Regions from separate parts of the Sus scrofa genome. Here regions 2 and 3 are each linked to region 1. The links are chromatin contacts, called in public Hi-C and HiChIP or PLAC-seq maps. All regions are on one chromosome and are shown on one strand. Each heading gives the region's core, a stretch centred on a gene start, on an enhancer-like site or on the middle of the called end of the contact. The rest is flanking DNA. Distances are from core to core; before and after follow the strand shown. Region 1 holds the start of NDST1 (bifunctional heparan sulfate N-deacetylase/N-sulfotransferase 1). Region 2 holds the start of SMIM3 (small integral membrane protein 3). Region 3 has its middle 36 kb from the start of SMIM3.

The links. A called contact is a pair of places that touch in the nucleus more often than the background predicts. HiChIP or PLAC-seq counts read pairs in DNA pulled down with a chosen protein or histone mark.
Region 2: an H3K27ac HiChIP or PLAC-seq map of alveolar macrophages shows a contact between it and region 1. The contact joins the promoter of SMIM3 here to the promoter of NDST1 in region 1. A contact is called at or near these places in 1 of 47 Hi-C or Micro-C datasets (embryonic fibroblasts) and 1 of 2 datasets of contacts at active chromatin or transcription factors (alveolar macrophages).
Region 3: a contact with region 1 is called in a Hi-C map of subcutaneous adipose tissue, with 2.5 times the contacts expected there. The contact joins the enhancer-like site here to the promoter of NDST1 in region 1. A contact is called at or near these places in 1 of 5 promoter capture datasets (liver), 8 of 47 Hi-C or Micro-C datasets (alveolar macrophages, embryonic fibroblasts, heart right ventricle and 5 more) and 2 of 2 datasets of contacts at active chromatin or transcription factors (alveolar macrophages and skeletal muscle).

Annotation. Positions count from the first base shown.
Region 1 is chr2:151,432,572-151,435,660 of Sscrofa11.1, forward strand. NDST1 (bifunctional heparan sulfate N-deacetylase/N-sulfotransferase 1) reads left to right here and starts at 1,354. Exons shown (of 15, transcript XM_021085025.1): 1 at 1,354-1,440. It overlaps RPS14 (40S ribosomal protein S14), which reads right to left and starts at 1,380. Exons shown (of 5, transcript XM_021085027.1): 1 at 1,244-1,380; 2 at 517-667; 3 at 1-23. The coding sequence starts at 665.
Region 2 is chr2:151,746,239-151,749,071 of Sscrofa11.1, forward strand. SMIM3 (small integral membrane protein 3) reads left to right here and starts at 1,512. Exons shown (of 2, transcript XM_021085035.1): 1 at 1,512-1,813. LOC110259674 reads left to right here. Exons shown (of 2, transcript XM_021085170.1): 2 at 1,348-2,833. The coding sequence ends at 2,626.
Region 3 is chr2:151,782,123-151,785,283 of Sscrofa11.1, forward strand. No RefSeq gene overlaps it. Among named protein-coding and RNA genes, the nearest start is that of SMIM3, 36 kb to the left of the region's middle. Within about 2 kb of position 1,704, at least 23 of the 83 cell types and tissues checked have an H3K27ac peak or open chromatin away from gene starts, as enhancers often do. A contact at or near this core is called in liver, retroperitoneal adipose tissue, skeletal muscle and 1 more, where this site is marked.

The sequences.
Region 1 (3,089 bases), core at 104-2,603:
CCGTCACGCGACAGATGGTCTCCCTGGGGACAAAAGCACAGGGTCCTCTCTCACCCGCGAGGCTGCAGAGTGTCCGTCAGGCCCCAACAGACGCACCGCCGCTCGGGGCCGGCAGGCGTCCCCGCCGGGGACCGGAAAGCCGCGAGCTCTGCGGGGACAGGCTCCAGAGGCCTGAGACACGTGTGACCCGCCGCACCGGCCGCTCCAACCCCTGCACACGAGGACAGCCAGCCGAGACAGCGAGACCTGCCGCCGGGGTGACGCCAGGCCACCAGCGCCCCTGTAAGTGCCAGGACACCCCGAGGGTTTAGAGACCCCCCCCAGGCTGGGAAGCCGCTGAGGGACACACGTGCCTCCTCTTACACCCCGGGACCCGGAGGCCACACCTTCCTTGAGTGAACGCTCGCTCCAATTCTCACAAGAGACCCTCCACCTGCCGCCCAGCCCCGGGGTCCCTTCCCCCCCTTCTAACCCCAGGCCCTGCGAGCGGGGGCCTGGGCCTCTCCTGATACTCACTTGCCCGAGAGATCGGTGACATGGACGAAAGTGTCATTGAAAGACGCGAAGATGTGACACACGCCGAACACGTTTTCCCCTTCAGCCACCTGCGGGCCGAGGCTGATGACCTGCTCCTCCTTCTTCTCCTTCCCCTTGCGCGGTGCCATTTCTGCGGCAGAGGAACAGCCCCGGCTCCGGGAAGGAGCGCGGGCGCGCGCACTCGCTCGGCCGCCCCCCAGGCCGCGCGGCCTCCCCAGCGGCTGCGGCCCCTTCCCGGCTTCGACGCCGCCCTGCAGCCGCCACGTGCAGCGCCCGCCCTGGCATCACTGATCCAGGAACCGCCCACGAAGGGGCCGCGTCCCCTGCCTTCCCGCCCCGAATCCGTCCCAAGACCCCACGGGACCCGTGCGGCAATTACCCCAACTTCCCAGACCGAAAACAAGCGGGAGACCCGAGGCTCGCTCCCGGGACGACGTTCCCGCTCCTCCCCGCCCCCCGCCGTGGCCCGGCGGAGGTGGCTGTGCCCCTGGGCCCGGCCCCGAGCGGACCCCGCGTTACAGGCGGTTCCGAGCCAAAACCTCCGCCTCCGAGACAGCGCCAACCAGAGTCTGCATCGACCCGCCGCGCGCCTCCCGCCCCGCACCTGGCTTGGCTTTCGCGGCAAAACCTCAGGCCCGCGCCCCGAATCTCGCTGGGCCCCCAGGCCGCAGGATGCCGCTCGATTGTCCCGGCCCAGGGAGCCTACCTGCGCGTCGCCTTCAGACTCCGCCACCGGAAAGAGAGAGTGGGAGGAGGCGGGGCGACGGGTCACGTCCGTATCCCCGGAAGTGAACGTCTGAGGTCACGGGGCGAGGCCGGCTGCTCCGGAAGACGCCGACTTTAGCGTTTCCGAGATGAAGACGCCCTCGAGAATACGGTTGATTCAGTGGGGCGCCTGAGGAGGTAAGGGGCTCGGTGTCCCAGCGAGCGCGTCGGCTTCTAAAGCTGCACGAAGCAGCCGCACTGGGTGGGTGGAGCGGGCCTGCGTCCGGGATGGCGGAGGCCGCAGCTAGACGAACGTCCGGCGCCCCGTCCCCGGCCCGGCCAGCCCGGAGGCGACAGCGCACCGCGTGGCGCGGAGGCGAACAGCAGCAGCGGTGAAAGTCTCATCCGCTGTGTTCTGGGCAAAATAGGAGTAAATTATTCAGTACTTGTCGTTATGTACGAGGCCGGGATAAGCGACCGATAGCCATTGATCCATTTAATCCTTACCACATTATCAAAGACGTCGTTTTGATTTTTCTTTTAGTATTATTATTCATGGCACCTGTGGCATGTGGAAATTCCTGGGCTGGGGTCACGTCAGAGGTGCAGTTGCCACCCTATGCCACAGCAACACCAGATCCAACCCACATTCCGTGACCTACTCCGCAGCTTGCAGCTACGCTGGGTCCTTAACCCACTGAGCAAGATCAGGGATCGAATCCCGGCATCCCATGGATACTAGTCAGGAGTCAGGTTCTTAAGCTGCTCAACCGCAATGGGAACTCCTTTCTTTTTTCTTTCTTTTTTTTTTTTTTTTTTTTTTTTTTTTGGAACTCCTGATTTCTCTTTTAAAGAAAGGGATTTCAGGGGGTTCCCGTTATGGCTCAGCAGACCTGACTAGCATCCATGAGGATGTGGGTTCAATCCCTGGCCTTGCTCAGTGGGTTGAGGATCCGGCATCACTTGCAAGCTGTAGTAGGTCTCTGATGTGGCTCAAATCTGGTGTTGCTGTGGCTGTGGTGTAGGATGGCAGCTGTAGCTCTGATTCGACCCCTAGCTTGGGAAACTCCTGTTCTGCCCATGCAGCCCTAAAAAGACTACCCCCCCCCAAAAGGAAAGGGATTTCAGGATTTCCCTTGTGGTGCATTGGGTTAAGGACTCATCACTGTCACTGCAGGGGTAAACGAGTTCAGTTCCCTGACTTGGGAACTTCTGCATGCTGCAAGTGTGGCCAAAAAAAAAAAAAAAGTGGGTAGCAAAAAGTAAAAGTCATCTCTAAGTTCTTTTTTCTGTCGTCAAATTGGAGCATCGTTGCAGAGGTAACTATCTATACTTAATATATTCCTGTGTTTTCAGCGTGTGATATACCGTCTTACGTAAATGAGGTGATATTCTCTCCAACGTCAGTCGCTTCTTTTTGACTCAACGTTGTGTACATCATCCCAGGACAGCCGATAAGATCTATCACATGTTCGTACAGATGAAGTTTTCATTTTTTAATTTTGAGTGTTAAATGTGCTCACGCAGATAAAAAAATTACAGCGTTATCAAAAAATATATTTTATTTTTAATGGTATTTTATTTTTGTCTTTTTAGGGCCAAACCCATGGCATATGGAGGTTCCCAGGCTAGGGTTCAAATTGGAGCTGTAGCCACTGGTCTGTACCACAGCCACAGTAATGCTAGATCGGAGCCACATCTGCGACCTCCACCACAGCTCACGGCAATGCTCAATCCTTAACCCACTGAACGAGGCCAGGGATTGAACCTGCGTCCTCATGGATACCAGTCAGATTCATTTCCACTGAGCCAGGACAGGAACGCCGACATTTTATCATTATTGTTGT
Region 2 (2,833 bases), core at 262-2,761, 310 kb after region 1:
CCCCCGCTCTCGGGGGAATCGCGCAGTAAATATTCCTCATTTCTTTCAGTGTCTCAGTGTTCCCTTTGGCATACTTGTAATGGAGGAGCAAGAAAGTGAACTGTGAATTGTGCCCTGATTTTTTTTTTTTTTTTTTTTCCCTTTCTTGGGCCGCTCCCTCGGCATATGGAGGTTCCCAGGCTGGGGTCGAATTGGAGCTGTAGCCGAGAGCCACAGCAACTCAGGATCCAAGCCGCGTCTGCAACCTACACCACAGCTCACGGCAACGATGGATCCTTAACCCACTGAGCAAGGCCAGGGATCGAACCCACAACCTCATGGTTCCTTGTCGGATTCGTTAACCACTGAGCCACGACGGGAACTCCTTGTGCCCTGATTTTTGTTCTAACAAAAGCTTGTCGCTGAAATTGGCTATTTGCCTCCTCCTGATGCCCGACAGCATCCGCTATTCTTCCTGCCCAAAGCCCTCTTGGCCAAGTCAGCCCAGCTGGGACACCAGACCTGAGTGGGACCTCTCCCACAGGCTATTCAAATTTCCTCTTCGGCCTTGCTTTTGGGGTGCCAGGGCAAGCTGGTGCTAAAGAGAGACAGAGAGCCTCTCAGTGGGAAAGCCAGCTGGCTCCACCCAGGGCCTCGGCGATCCTGCCGAAGGAAGCCAGTGTTCACAGGACGCGTGGCGTTGATGTGATGCATTTGTAAACTGTAAAATGATTACACCACACGGAGAGGTAGGCCTGGGTCTTACTGTACCTGCCTGGTGGGCAAAGGAAAAACCGAGGCACGAATGGTCTCCCCAAGGCTACACTGACCCTCAGGGCCACGCTCCTATATTTCTGAGTAGTTGAAAGAACACTGGGCCATTGAATACATTTTGCAGGGGCCAAGACGGGGCCAGGAGTGGTGGGTCACAGAGGTGCGCAGGGGACTGCAGAGCAGGCACTGATCTGTGGAAACCTGGCTGGGGACTAGCAGGGCCTGGGAGGCCTCTCCCAGGCGGGCCTCCAATGGGCCTTCGACTGGGTCCTTTCACCACCATCGCGAAACCAACGGGAGGCTTAGTAGAGGCGCGTTACAGCCAAGCAGCTGCAACTTCACGCGGGCCCTCAGGACAGGACGTGGAGGCGGGAGTCAGGGCCCTGGTCTGCAGAGAGGCGCGGCCAGCAAGGCCAAGCCTCTGGAGAAGCATCCTGGGCCCCGGGCACCCGGAGTCGGGCTCCTCCGTTTGAGCCTCCTTCCAAACCAAACTCCATCCTAACGAAAGACCGGACTCTCCCACGTGCAGGGCTGCCTCTGGGAAGCATCGCGGAGGGCACACTTTAGGTCACCTCTCTCGGTCTGCTAACACAGGAAGGTGGGGACCCTGAACTGGGGCAGGGGTGGCTCCAGGGTCACGGGGCGAGCGCGTGAGGACACGCCCGCCCGGGGATTCCAAGACTCGGTGTCTTCTTTCCGCCGGAGGCTCCTGCCCCCGCGGCCCGGGGGAGGGGGCGGGGAGGAGCCGAGCGGGGCTGGGCGGCCGGGCCGGCGTCCCGGTGGCGGTGCCTGGCGGCCGCGCCCTCCAGAGCCACCCGTGTGGAGCCGCGCGTCCCGGCCGCTGCGGGCACTCCCTCCCGCCTCCGGCCCCGGGGGCCCGGCACGTTCCGGGCCGCGATCTCCGGTTTGCCGGCCGTCCCGCCGCCGGACCCGTGCCATCCCGGACCCGAGGACGCGCTCCGGCCGCCGCCGTCTCCGCCCGCGGGAACTTTCCGCAGACCCGACACGAGCCCGCGGCGGTGCGGGCAGCGGGTGTTCAGAGCAGCCGTGCGGACCCGGGGTGAGTGGGGTCTTCGGGCGCCGCCGGCTTACGCGCTGCCGCTGCCCAGATTCCTCCCAGCTGCCCTGCCGTCATCCCCTCTCCTTCCTCCTTTCCCCGCCGCCAGCGCTTGGGCATCTCGCTCTTCTCCCTCTGGCCGCCCCTGGGCTCTGGGGGCCTCCGGCGCTCGGTCCCGGGCCGCGGGGAAGCCAGAGCTCGGAGGACGGGGCTTCTCGCCGCGTCCCTGCTCGCGCCGTCGGCCTCTGCCGCCCCTCCGCTCTCCAGGGCAGCGGTCAGGCCCGGGGCCGGGCCACCGCGCCCCGCCGCGCGGGAGCAGCGGGTTATCTGTCCAACTTGGCAAAGCCTCGCGGGGAAGACCGCCAGGAGCTGGAGTTGGGGGGTTGGGGGGTCCAGCCTGGTCTGTCACCAGCAGTTTCTCCAACTGTGAAGACAAACAACCTTTGCCTACACATCAAATGGAAAAAGGCATCTGCGCAGAGTAGCCCGGAGCCAGGCCGCCTTTCCAGGCTCCCTCCTCCTCCTTCTGAGGACTTGGAGGTTTCAAAGGCCAGTCCTCTTGCACCCCTCGCTCCCTCCACAAGCCCCTTCCGGTTAGAGGTTGTCCCTCACCCTTGCGCCTGGCTCCGCTTACTGAGCCCAAGAGGGAGCCGTTTGAACCATAAAAACCCCAACCCCGACGACTCTCGAGGTTGTTTTCGGATCGAGTGGCCAGGCTGGGTGGGCTCTTGTTCGCGCGGATCCCCTGGTTCCTTCCTGATTCTTTCTCGTCCTGGTGGCGCCTGGGGGCGCTTCAGTCTCCCGTTTGTTATATAGAGTCCCTTAGAGCTCTACGCTGCAGGGCTGAGAGCCCTCGGTCCCTCAGGCATGGCAGAGGCTCCCGGTCATCTGCTGGGATCCCTGGTCCCACACGGTAGGTAAGTGGGCTGCAGGCCTGAAGGAGGTGAGCGCCTGAATGGTGAGTTACCTTGAGGATTTCGCTAATGGATCCTGCCTTCCCTGCCAGCAAAATGAGGAGGTGGT
Region 3 (3,161 bases), core at 454-2,953, 350 kb after region 1:
GACTGATCCCGAGACACAGCAGTGACAACACCAAATCCTGAACCGCTAGGGCACCAGGGCACTCCCCCTAAGCATAGTCTTAACAGAGTCCAGCAGTTGGGCTCCTTAGTATTCGCCCAAAGGAGCTGAAACATGTCTACACCAAAGCATGCACATGGATGTTTATAGCATGTTTATTAATAACCGTCAAAACGCGGAAGCAACCAAGATGCCCTCAGCGGGTGCATGAATAAACCATGGTGCATCCAGACAATGGAATATTATTCAGCGCTAAAAAAAAGAAATGAGCTACAAAGCCATGAAGAGACATGGGAGATAGTTAAATGCATACTACAAAGTGAAAGAGGTCAATATGAAAGGACTGTTTACTGTATGATTCCCACAGTATAACATTCTGGAAACCAAGGAGACAAAAAAAAAATTTGTGTTGTCAGGGCCGGGTTTCAGGGATAGGATGCATAGACAGAGCACAGAGGATTTTTAGGGCAGTGAAAACGCTTCTATGACACTACAATGATGGGTGAACGTCACACGTTTGCTCAAACTCACAGAAAGAACAAACCAAGAGGGAACAGTAACGTCAACTATGCACCTGGGGCGACCACGATGTTCCATGTCGGCTCCTCAATCGCAACAACCGTGTCCCTCTGATGGGACATGTTGTTAACGGGGGGCTATGCGTGTGTGGGTGGGGGGGTCTGCGCGAGATTGCTCTACCTTCTCTTCGTTTGGCTTCAAACATATAACTACCTTAAAAAAATAAAGTCTCACCACCCCCCCCCCAACCCAAACCACAGCTCTGGTCCTCGTTTACATTGTCATGGTCTTGAGTCGCTGAGCCTCGGCCGTCCCGCACACAGGCTCTCTGGCATCCTGCTTCCCGAGCCCGGGGGCCCCGCTGGCAGCATACTGACACCCTCGTTAGACTCCGCTGCTCACTTATGAGCCGAGCGTTACTGCACAGAAAGCACAAGCTTAGCTCTCCTTGCACAAACACAACTTGAGCACCTGCTGTGCGCCAGGCACTGTGCTGTCGACTTTTCACAAATTGTCTGATTTAATTCCCACCACCAGATGATCAGGCCGTAGGTTCTATTATTTTCCTAAATCAGAGCTGAAAAACCTGAAAGACAGTGTTTAAGTTCGTTCAAGCAAGGAGAATCAGCGCCGGGGTTCCGCAGGCCTACGCTCTGTGCCCCAGCTACACGGGTGCCTGAAAATGTGGGAATAACAGCAAAATACAGAGAGGAAACTAAAGCAATAAAAAGAGAAGAGCAGAAAACTGGAGCTTTTTCCACCTGGAAAAAATATTAAACATGATTCACCTTATTTCAGGACTAGCTACCTTTAAATATTTCCGGCTTCTGGAAGGGAGAGCAGACGTGCTCTAGGTGGAGACCAGAGCTGATGGCGGCGGTCGCGTCCCTGGAGGTTTACTTGCCGTTTAAAGACGCGCAGAGGCCCCGGCATCTCAGTGGGCAGCTTTGGCGGGAGGTGGCCTCGTGGGCCAGGCTCACCGGAGTGTGCAGGGTGCCAAACAGAATCACTGCCAGTCAGGCGTGCAAAGGACTGTGAGTCAGAACTAGGTGAGTGCCTGCTTCCCCTGTAGCTCTGTTTTGATTTCAGGACTCTAATACTACGACCTTGGCGAAGAAAGGTGTGAACTTCTCAAGTGACAGCGGGGAACCAATGGTCTCGGGCTCCATTTGAAAAAAAGTCACACCGCCATCTGGTGGTCACAACAATTATTATTATTTTATTCCGGCTCTGAGTGTCTGGAAAAAAATCGCTTCACGTCCCTTAGTAATTAAGCTATAAAACTTCCCTCAGACCTCTCCTCCAAAGGTTAATCCCCGAGAAAGGGCCTGGCGGTGCCTGGGTGGGGGCTGGGCACTGAGACCTCTGCTCCAGAGGTTGGTCCCCGGGCTGGGGGGCGGGGCGGAGCGGAAACTGCTTGGGAGGTCTAGAGACCATTTGACGGGGCGGAGACTGCCTGGGAGACTAGAAAACAAAGCTGTCACAGAGGAAGGGAACAATACTCTAGGAGCGGGGAAGTGGAAAGCCGCATCAGAGGGAACCTGGGAGAAGAGCCTGGTCTGTGCCAGTGCTGGGGACGGGAGAGAAGAAGGGAATAGAATACCCCCCCACGCCACAGCAAGCTTACAGGCCCGCTAGCTAGCAAAAAGCTGTGCTTCCCAGGGCATCCCCTCCCCCCACCCCCTTCACGCCCTACGCTCTCACGGACCTGGGGCTGCCTGCCATCCAGGAGGGCTGGCCTCAACAAGTGCCTGAAGCCTACCACCGCAGGGGCTGTCCCTGCACAGACCTGCTTGCCCTTTGGAGGGGCTACACTTCCGCAGAGCAGCACCAAACACTACCAGCCCCCGAGAAAAGGCCTGCAGCCCAGAAAAGCTAGAACAAGCTTAGCCAGTCTGTGAATAGATCGGCCTAATTCTCGGAGGATTTTTCTGAGTCGGGTTGCTCCGGGGAGGAGCCTCCTGGGTTTCCAACGGCCTTGCTACCCGCCCAAGCCCCCAGGGGATGCTCTAGTGGACCAGCTGCATAGGACTGCCAGCTCCAGGCAGGACCCCCTGCAGCCCAGAAAAGCTGCAACAAGCTTGGCCAGACTGTGAAAAGATCCGCCTACATTCTCAGGCTGTCCTTCTGAGTTGGGCTGCCCTAGGGAAGAGCCTCTTAGGTTGTCAGTGACCCAGATAGCTGCTCCAGCCCCCAGGGGGTGCTGCACTCCTGAGGAACAGCTGCCCAACACCGCCAACCCCCTGCAAGAACCCCACAGCCTAAAAACACCAGAGCAAGCTCTGCATGACCAAGTGAAATCTGCTACCATCGTGGTGTGGACCTCCCAGTCCTGTCTGCCCTCAGGAAGTCCTCCTTTGCTTCAAAGAAACACTGTTAGCCCCATCAACACTCCAGAAAAGCCACACTGCCTCAAAAAAGATTGACCAACAACGCCAGCCCTCAGGAAATATTCCACGGCAGTGACAAGGCAAACACTGCCCGATAACGGAGAGTACAACTCCCTCAGGAGACAGAAAACAACAAGCAAGATGAAGAAGCTGAGAAACCACCCCCAGTCAAACCAACAGGAGAACTCACCTAAAACAGTCAACAATGAAACAGATCTCTGCAGTCAGACAGAT